2 separate regions of the Drosophila melanogaster genome follow, and region 1 is linked to region 2. A link is a contact called in public HiChIP or PLAC-seq data. All regions are on one chromosome and are shown on one strand. The core of a region is the stretch at or near the end of the contact, and the rest is flanking DNA. Distances in the headings are between cores, read along the strand shown. Region 1 overlaps Antp (Antennapedia). Region 2 holds the start of Scr (Sex combs reduced).

Region 1 (3,657 bases), core at 769-3,268, 62 kb after region 2:
TGTTTTTTGATCCTTAAGTAGCCTTATCCTCTAGTTGGTATTCCTCAATTTTGATTTTGAAACTCTGTAAAGAATTCAAAGCGAGATATGTTGCTATTATTGGTGTGCTCTTCTCAAAGTATTAATGTATAGTGAATTTTGAGTGGGATTTTGGCAGTCTGATTTCACATGTTTCCTAAGATGGGAGCAACATGTGGAGTTCGCTAATAAATTGTTTCTTGTACGCATCGGCGAGTTCTTAAAAATATGCCAAAGATTCGGTACTTTGGGAGTGGGAAGAGTTTGTAGGGTGTGTGATTTCTGTTTCAAGATTACCGATTATCTTTCGGCATATTGATTACCAGTGCTTAATCCGAATTGTTAAGATGAAAGTCCACAAAAATTTAGAATAATAATAATAATCGATTTGTTATGTTGCCATGTTAAACAGAAATTTATGCTCAATATTTAGCCCCCTAAGAACCCTGCAGTCGCCCTTATTTGCAGAAAGTTCACAAAGTCAAGCCAAGATGACATTCTGCAATGTGCCTCCGAAAACTTTTGTAATCCTCAAACCAAGGATCTTCCACTGGCATGCGATTGCCCCCGTTTTCCCCGCGCTTGACAAGCTGACAACATTCATTGAATTTATGAATATGAAATCAATTGTGTTATCCCCTTCTGACCTGACATCCTTCCGGTCAAAGTGATTTAATTTCCTGGCTCATTATCACGAGTCTCTGACCTCATAAATCACAAAATTGCCCGCTCCAGCTTCAGTTGGACGATAATCCAGACAGAAAGAGGGAGACAGAGACACACGTTCCCTGCCAAGCCATGCATATTCACATGTTTATCCCGCTCGCTCCGAGTTGAGTCTGTGGTGATGGTGACAACCCTGCCGAAAATCCACAGCTAACTAACGGTAACTTGCTGTCGGAAATGAAACTTCCCCGACTTGTACAAAGCACGAAGGGCCAAACAATAAAAAAGGGCATAATAAAATAAGCGGAATGGTAAACTTTAAAGTATTTCAACCGTGTACCACCCCCACCCCTCTCGCTTACTCTCTTTGCATTGTGTTCGTCCTGCATTCTCTGCGCTTCCTGGCTCTCCCCTACCCGCCACTTTCCTGGCATTTCCCTTTTGTTAACGAAATAATTTTCTTGCCTCCGTCGCTGCCAAAGCCAAAAGCTTCCCTTTCAATTACACATTTCCCAATGATGGCGATTGAGCGGGAGTCGGAGTCTCGGGATGGGCAAAATGGCGCGAAAGGACAATGGCAGCGGCGGAAGGAAGCGTGCGTTCGTGGTTGTGTGTTGAGTGCTCTCATTGTGAACGTGTGTTTGCTTGTGTGTATGTTCGTCGAGGGCCAAACGGATGCTGGCAAATCGCTGGACTCTGCCCCGATCTCTGCCTATATCAGACATGTGGGTGGATAAGCGGTGGGGCGAGGGGCAGAAACAGTGGCCAGAGCCTTGTGGTAGGCAAAGAAACCCACTCAAGCACAAGCGAGATGATAATAATGTCTGATGTGTGTTTTGTCTGTTCTTCCTGTTTTTGCCGCTGCTGCAGCTGCGGGGGAGTGGGCAGGAGTCACATGCCTGCTCGGTGTATGATTTATGTTCGTCTGATGTGATTTATTCAAGCGAAGAAATTGCTCAAATTTGATTTGGCGTAACTGATTTTGCTACACTTTAATTGAAAGCGTAAAGCTTAAGTTGAAGTTTCCCACAAAGTTCCTATCTTCGAAATTAAACATTTATGAAATGCTCCCCGAAATTGTAACCAGTTTTTCCTAGGTGCAGCAAGATTAACAATGAATAGTGGGAAAAATGTGAATCAAAAAAAGGATCACCTATTTAACTGGACATTTTATGGAATAATTAAAGTCAGCTCCAGCGCCACCTAACGTTAATTCCAAAAACTAACGTTTTTACATGCCAATTGTCAAAGCTTCGTCAGATTTGACAGCCTGAAAGTATGCCACGTACATTATAGGTCTGGCAGCGCCATCTAGCAGAATGTCAGCGAACTGTCAGTACTCAAATAATTTAAGCTGACAGCTGGTACAGTGGATCCCAAGGATAAAACTACATATATGTACATTAAGGTAAGCTAATTGGAATTATTTAGTGATATTACAGGAGTGCACACCGAAAACGTAAGGTACTTGTTTTATACTTATGTAATTTTAAAATAAAAATATGATCGACCACAAATTATTTGTACGTATGTACAAATATTTTCACTATGCTCAAAATTTAACAACAATTTCTTAACAATCAAATAAAAACTTTCCTATTTTGTTGATATATTAAAAAAACACACAATGTTATATTAATATTAATTAATTTATATTAATTAATATATTAATTCATTCAATTTAGTATTAAATCATTGAGTCACTACAAGGTATTTTCAAATGCATTCGTCCCACAGTGCAATGCCATTGCTTGTGCACTCAGGTTGAGCCGAGACAGGAACCATAGTTTTAAGCCCAGCCCACTTAGCCTCGCACACACTCGCAGTGGACAAAACACACACACATGCACAAAGTGCGCATGCCATATGGGCAGTCCCGTTACCAGTTTTAAGCCACACACCTCGACAGCTGATTGCTCAACCGAAATCGGGTCAAAAGTAGATCCGTCGGCAAAACAGAGGACCAGTGGACGGGTTATCCATCACTCACTGTGGAGATTTTACCCAGAATTTGGTTAATGAGCACATCAACACTTTCCCATCCCGCTCATCCACTCCCACGCATGCGCCGTCCCTGTCTAACCAATGTGTCCGGATCCGAGGAAAACACAAATGAAATGAACGAAATGAATGACTTCTTTCTTCGGCCATCAACTTCAGCCTCAGCCATTTTGATTTGCGACTGCCATCGAAATTGAGACAGTTTTGCCGTCGCACAGTTCTATTTAAGGGGATGAATACTCGAAATATTTTCAATGAATGCTTTTATAATAACTCTATGGTAATTAGACAACATTAAAAAAATGCGATCAAAACCTATTGGATTTTTGGTGAAAACACTTTGAAAGATTCGAAAAATATTAAATAAGGATTGAAACGTAAAGTTTTTGCTTTATAATATGCTCTACACTAAACTACAATTTTTAGGTCGTACTAAGCAAAGGACTTTAAATTCAACCCGCCTGGAGCTAAAATCGGCTTCTTTCCATACTTTTTCTGCCATTATTTTTTGTGCATTTCCAGCCGTTAGACGAAGGCGTCGCCCGTCAACTGTCATGTCATGTTCTCGTTCTGGTTGTTCCTGTTGCCACCGCTGCTTGGGTTGCCATTGTTGTCGGCATCATTTGAAGAAGGGCGTCCAAGAGGAAGCGGCAACGGTAAACCTATAGCAGTTAGTGCGTCTCATCTTCAGGTGGCAAAGGGGGAGGTGTTGTGTGCCGGGTGGATGTCTCTCAATTAAGCCAAGTGGAGAGAAGCGTTCTGCTCGGCTGCACCGACCTCTGCCGGCGGCTTGAGTTGCTGTTTTGCATTTTATTTAAATAATAATTGGCTTGACTAAGTTTTCGCAGCGGCAGGAATGTGGAGAGAGGGAAGTTGTTGAGACCTGGAAACTTGGGAGGTGGAACGCATAGCAGTGGCCTTAAGAAGAATACTCGCTCCACTAGGGAGAATCACACAAGAAACACTTTGAGA
Region 2 (3,823 bases), core at 748-3,247:
ACCACGATTTTCACTTGTGCTGAGTGCGGAAATCAACGTGCACAATTACGAAGGTAGAATTGTCACAACCAGCCGGATATCTGGGAAATTAATCCGATGGCATCCTGAGGGCAAACTGGCTAGACTTTTGCGTCCTACCTGCAGGCTTATGTTTTGGATGGTTCTAATGGGTAATTGGCCGCAAAGGGCTAAGCGACGGATTTGGACGGCTTTTGGTATCACAAACACACAAGCACACGCGCAATTTGTTACAGATCACGATAAGTATATGCGCTATGACGGAGTATCTAAGTATCTGCGCGAATTTCACGCCGAATTTATGACTGTCCATCAGCGCCAGCATCGATGCAAGCACTTTGCAGTCCATCCATCTTTCGCTAAAATCGAACAGTATTCGAGGGTCTTTACACGCGGAACAGCTGAGTGTTGGATTGTTTGAGTTTTTTTATTTGTGCTTTTTTTTCTGTTATTCCGGTGTATCCGCGGATACGTGCTCGAAGCGCCAATGTCTCACTTTGACTGCTCGGGCATAATTCAAATTTCTGAGCATCAATAAAAAACACAGATACGCCAGCGCTCTGGCTCACTCATACTGCTCCATTTCCCCCGTCCAATTGTATCTGCGAGTACGAGCAAGTAAGGCTATATGGCTATACAGCTACATATCGTCGTCCAAGTGCAGTGTTCATTATTCGAAAAGTGTGCGAGAGAGACAACGGGCATTGCGCCGCTCCGCCATCTCGCTCGCTCTCAGGCATGTGCTGAAACTACCTTTGCGGACGCGAAGAACGTTTCGAATCAACCGCCAAACCAGAAATTCGTTCCCACAAATTGTATCTCACGGATACGAATACGACACATCGGTGTGTGTGTGTGTGAGTTCGAAAGAGCGGTAGTTCGAAAAGCACCGCTCTCGCGTGTTTCGAACAAGTTCTTATTGAGAGAGATCGTTACTCGGTAGTTCGAAAATCATGTTTCGAACTGCGACTAAAGTCTTATTGTTCTCACCGACACTGTCCGTGTGAGATCGATTTCGGGGGACCAAATCATAAACATTCGAACTCCGTACTTTGGGCTAGTTGGGATAAAATCAAGACTCTGGGACTCATTTTGGGAGTTTGGAGAAGTAAAATCTGTCTCTGAAGATTTAATATATATTTTTAATGTTGTTCATATATTTTTTTTTAGTTAAGTGTGCAGTTAGTTTATATAACATTTGGAGGTATTGCAAAGAAGTAAAGTAATTGGATTTCTGAACTTGCTAAAATAATATATATTTATAAAAAATATATATATATATATTATATTGATTTTTTACAATTGACACCTTTTTTGTATTCTACAATATTTATTGTTTGTTAAATTGACTCTAAAATATTCAATCCTCCACACCACAGTGCAGTTTTAATTCAGAATGATTTGAGTGGAAAAGTTTAGAAAGGTTAAAAGGAACCATTTAACGATATATCGATGGTTTCATTTAAACCTTTAAGGGCAAAACTTTCTTAAATTTTCTTCTTACATTCAGAGTTTAGTTTTTCTACGTTTGTTATTTTCTTACCTTTATGTGGACGATTTGGGGAAATCCAATCAGACGCTACGAACAAGTCGTTGTAATTCAATTAGTTTTCTTAGCCAGCACTTCACTGTATACTTTTTATTTTCGTATTAATTGTATTTGCCTTTTGCACTGCACTTTGCTATCTTAGTTATTTGCGAAGATGAGCAGTTTGAGAAATTATTTGAGGTGGGTAGGTAATTCCGCTCCTATGTAAAGGAGTTAGTCGGTAAAGTATCCGCTATGGGGAGACCATGGCACCTTGCCGTCGCCAAAGAGCTTTCCATGGAATCGCAAGACTGGCTTTCAAGCGGAAACTTCGCGGATTGCTACGCGTACGAATACGAGAACGTGTATCTGTATCTTTTTATGTTTGCAGAAGACCGAGCGCGCTGCTTGGCGACTGAAGTGCGCCACGTTCAATTCACGTTTGAGCCATAAAAACCGACAAAACGACCCTCTCGTGCGTTGCCTTGTGTGCGTTTCGAACACTGTAAATCATTTGAGGACCCGGCCAACGAGTGCGAGAGAGAGGACGGACAGTGCGCATTTTCGAAAATCCTGCTGTCCCACTTGCACCCACGGCAGACTCCGCCCCCAGTCTTGATTTATGCGACGAGGGTGCCACGGCAACCGGCCTATGGCGCTCCAGCTTTTCCCTCGATTTGGGGAAAAGCGCGCTCTCGAGAAAAGCGAGAAATACGAGAAAAGCGAGAAAAAACAGGTAGTTGGCAGCCACTCCAGGACACATCTGCCCCCGGTTCACGCTCCAGATTAGGCCGAAATCATCCTAGATTAGGCGTCTCCCCCACTTTATTTGTATTCAATCGTGGCACTGTTCCGCTAAATCACCGCCACATTATTATTTCGCATTATTATTTTATAAACGTTCCGCTCCGCGTTCATTTCCATTTTTATTGGCCTGGCAAAATGCAAAGTCTCCTGCTGAAGCTTAAGTTATTCCTCCTTTAAAACGAGCTCGTTGGCAGTTGTCTCTGAATTTAAATTTATCGGTCTGTTTCGGGGCTGCGGATCGGGTTCTCTTTGGGCCGTAGCCAAGTTCAAGTTCTCATGATTCATTCAGCATCGGGGCTTAACGATTTTGATTTGTTTGGCTAAATGCCTTAATTAAAAGTCGATTTCATATTTGCTACCAACAATCCAGCATCGCATTCAGAGCTGAACACACATATGGTTTGATTTTGGCGTCATTTGAATTTGAATTCAATTGATTAGTTTGTCTCGGAGATTTAAATGTTGATTAGCTATTTTTTATCATAAAAATGAGTTGCTGGTTAAGACACACCCAAAATCGATTTTGAATGAGATTATTTTTTTTATTTTTATTTTTGGAATCTAACGTTTATGTTGCGAAACCACAAACATATACCAAATACAGATAAATGGCATAGGTCATTCGTAATATATTGCAAAAGCAAAAGTTTGTTTTAATAAGTATTTATAGTGAGTGTCTTAAAAATTATCTTATTTAAAAACGTATAAACTTAATACGTTTATTTGATACGAACTTGTAATAAAAGTGTTTTTTTAAGTGGTACTGAACGGTTACTTTCGAAACCCGAAACGCGAAATCAGCAATTCTTTCGAAAATATGTTTATTAAAATATAAATAAATTTTGTAAGTACGTATTTCGGAATTTATAGCTTAAGTTTATGTACCAATTCGATTTGTTCTTCTTATAGAAGTCGTATTTTTTGCCATATGTTTTCCGCTGTGTTTTTGAAACACACATGTCAGCTCTTTATGGTTGGCCCGCATCATCCACAAACCATATAAAAGTATAGAAAAAAACAAATGATGGAAAATAAATGAAAAACTAAAAAAAAAAAATCATAAGAGAGACGCCTGCGTGTACTTCTGTAATTGGAGTTGATGTTGGCGATGCCAGCGGGCAGCCAGCGCCAGACTCTCGTATCCCAATCCATAGCATAGCATAGCATCCTCTCGGATCCCATTCCATTCTAGATCCATGGAGGGTCCCCAGCAGCATCCAACATGTTGCAGGCGATTTTTCATCATCGCTTGCATGTTGCCTCCGATTGTAAATGTTGCCCCTCGCACACACACGCTCAATTTTTAATATGAAACAATCAGCAGCGTTTGTATTTTGTTTTTAGTTAAAGAAAACAGCGCGTAACGCGAAGTTGGAATTTTTGAATTAAATCTGGACATAGAAAAAACACAAAGAAAAACTTTGTAACTTATGTAACGCACTTATGGTAACTTTTATAATACAATGTAAC

Evidence for each region. HiChIP or PLAC-seq counts read pairs in DNA pulled down with a chosen protein or histone mark.
Region 1: a contact with region 2 is called in a CP190 HiChIP or PLAC-seq map of the Kc167 cell line, with 2.6 times the contacts expected there. The contact joins the enhancer-like site here to the promoter of Scr in region 2. A contact is called at or near these places in 21 of 107 Hi-C or Micro-C datasets (the Clone 8 cell line, the Kc167 cell line, the ML-DmBG3-c2 cell line and 10 more) and 1 of 6 datasets of contacts at active chromatin or transcription factors (the Kc167 cell line).

What each region holds. Positions count from the first base shown.
Region 1 is chr3R:6,910,408-6,914,064 of dm6, forward strand. Antp (Antennapedia) reads right to left here. Exons shown (of 7, transcript NM_206453.1): 3 at 1-64. CG46458 reads right to left here. Exons shown (of 5, transcript NM_001382163.1): 2 at 1-64. Among named protein-coding and RNA genes, the nearest start is that of lncRNA:CR43252, 7.6 kb to the left of the region's middle. Within about 2 kb of position 2,019, at least 36 of the 39 cell types and tissues checked have an H3K27ac peak or open chromatin away from gene starts, as enhancers often do. A contact at or near this core is called in the Kc167 cell line, the OSC cell line, the S2 cell line and 6 more, where this site is marked.
Region 2 is chr3R:6,847,984-6,851,806 of dm6, forward strand. It overlaps Scr (Sex combs reduced), which reads right to left and starts at 1,998. Exons shown (of 3, transcript NM_206443.3): 1 at 1,562-1,998.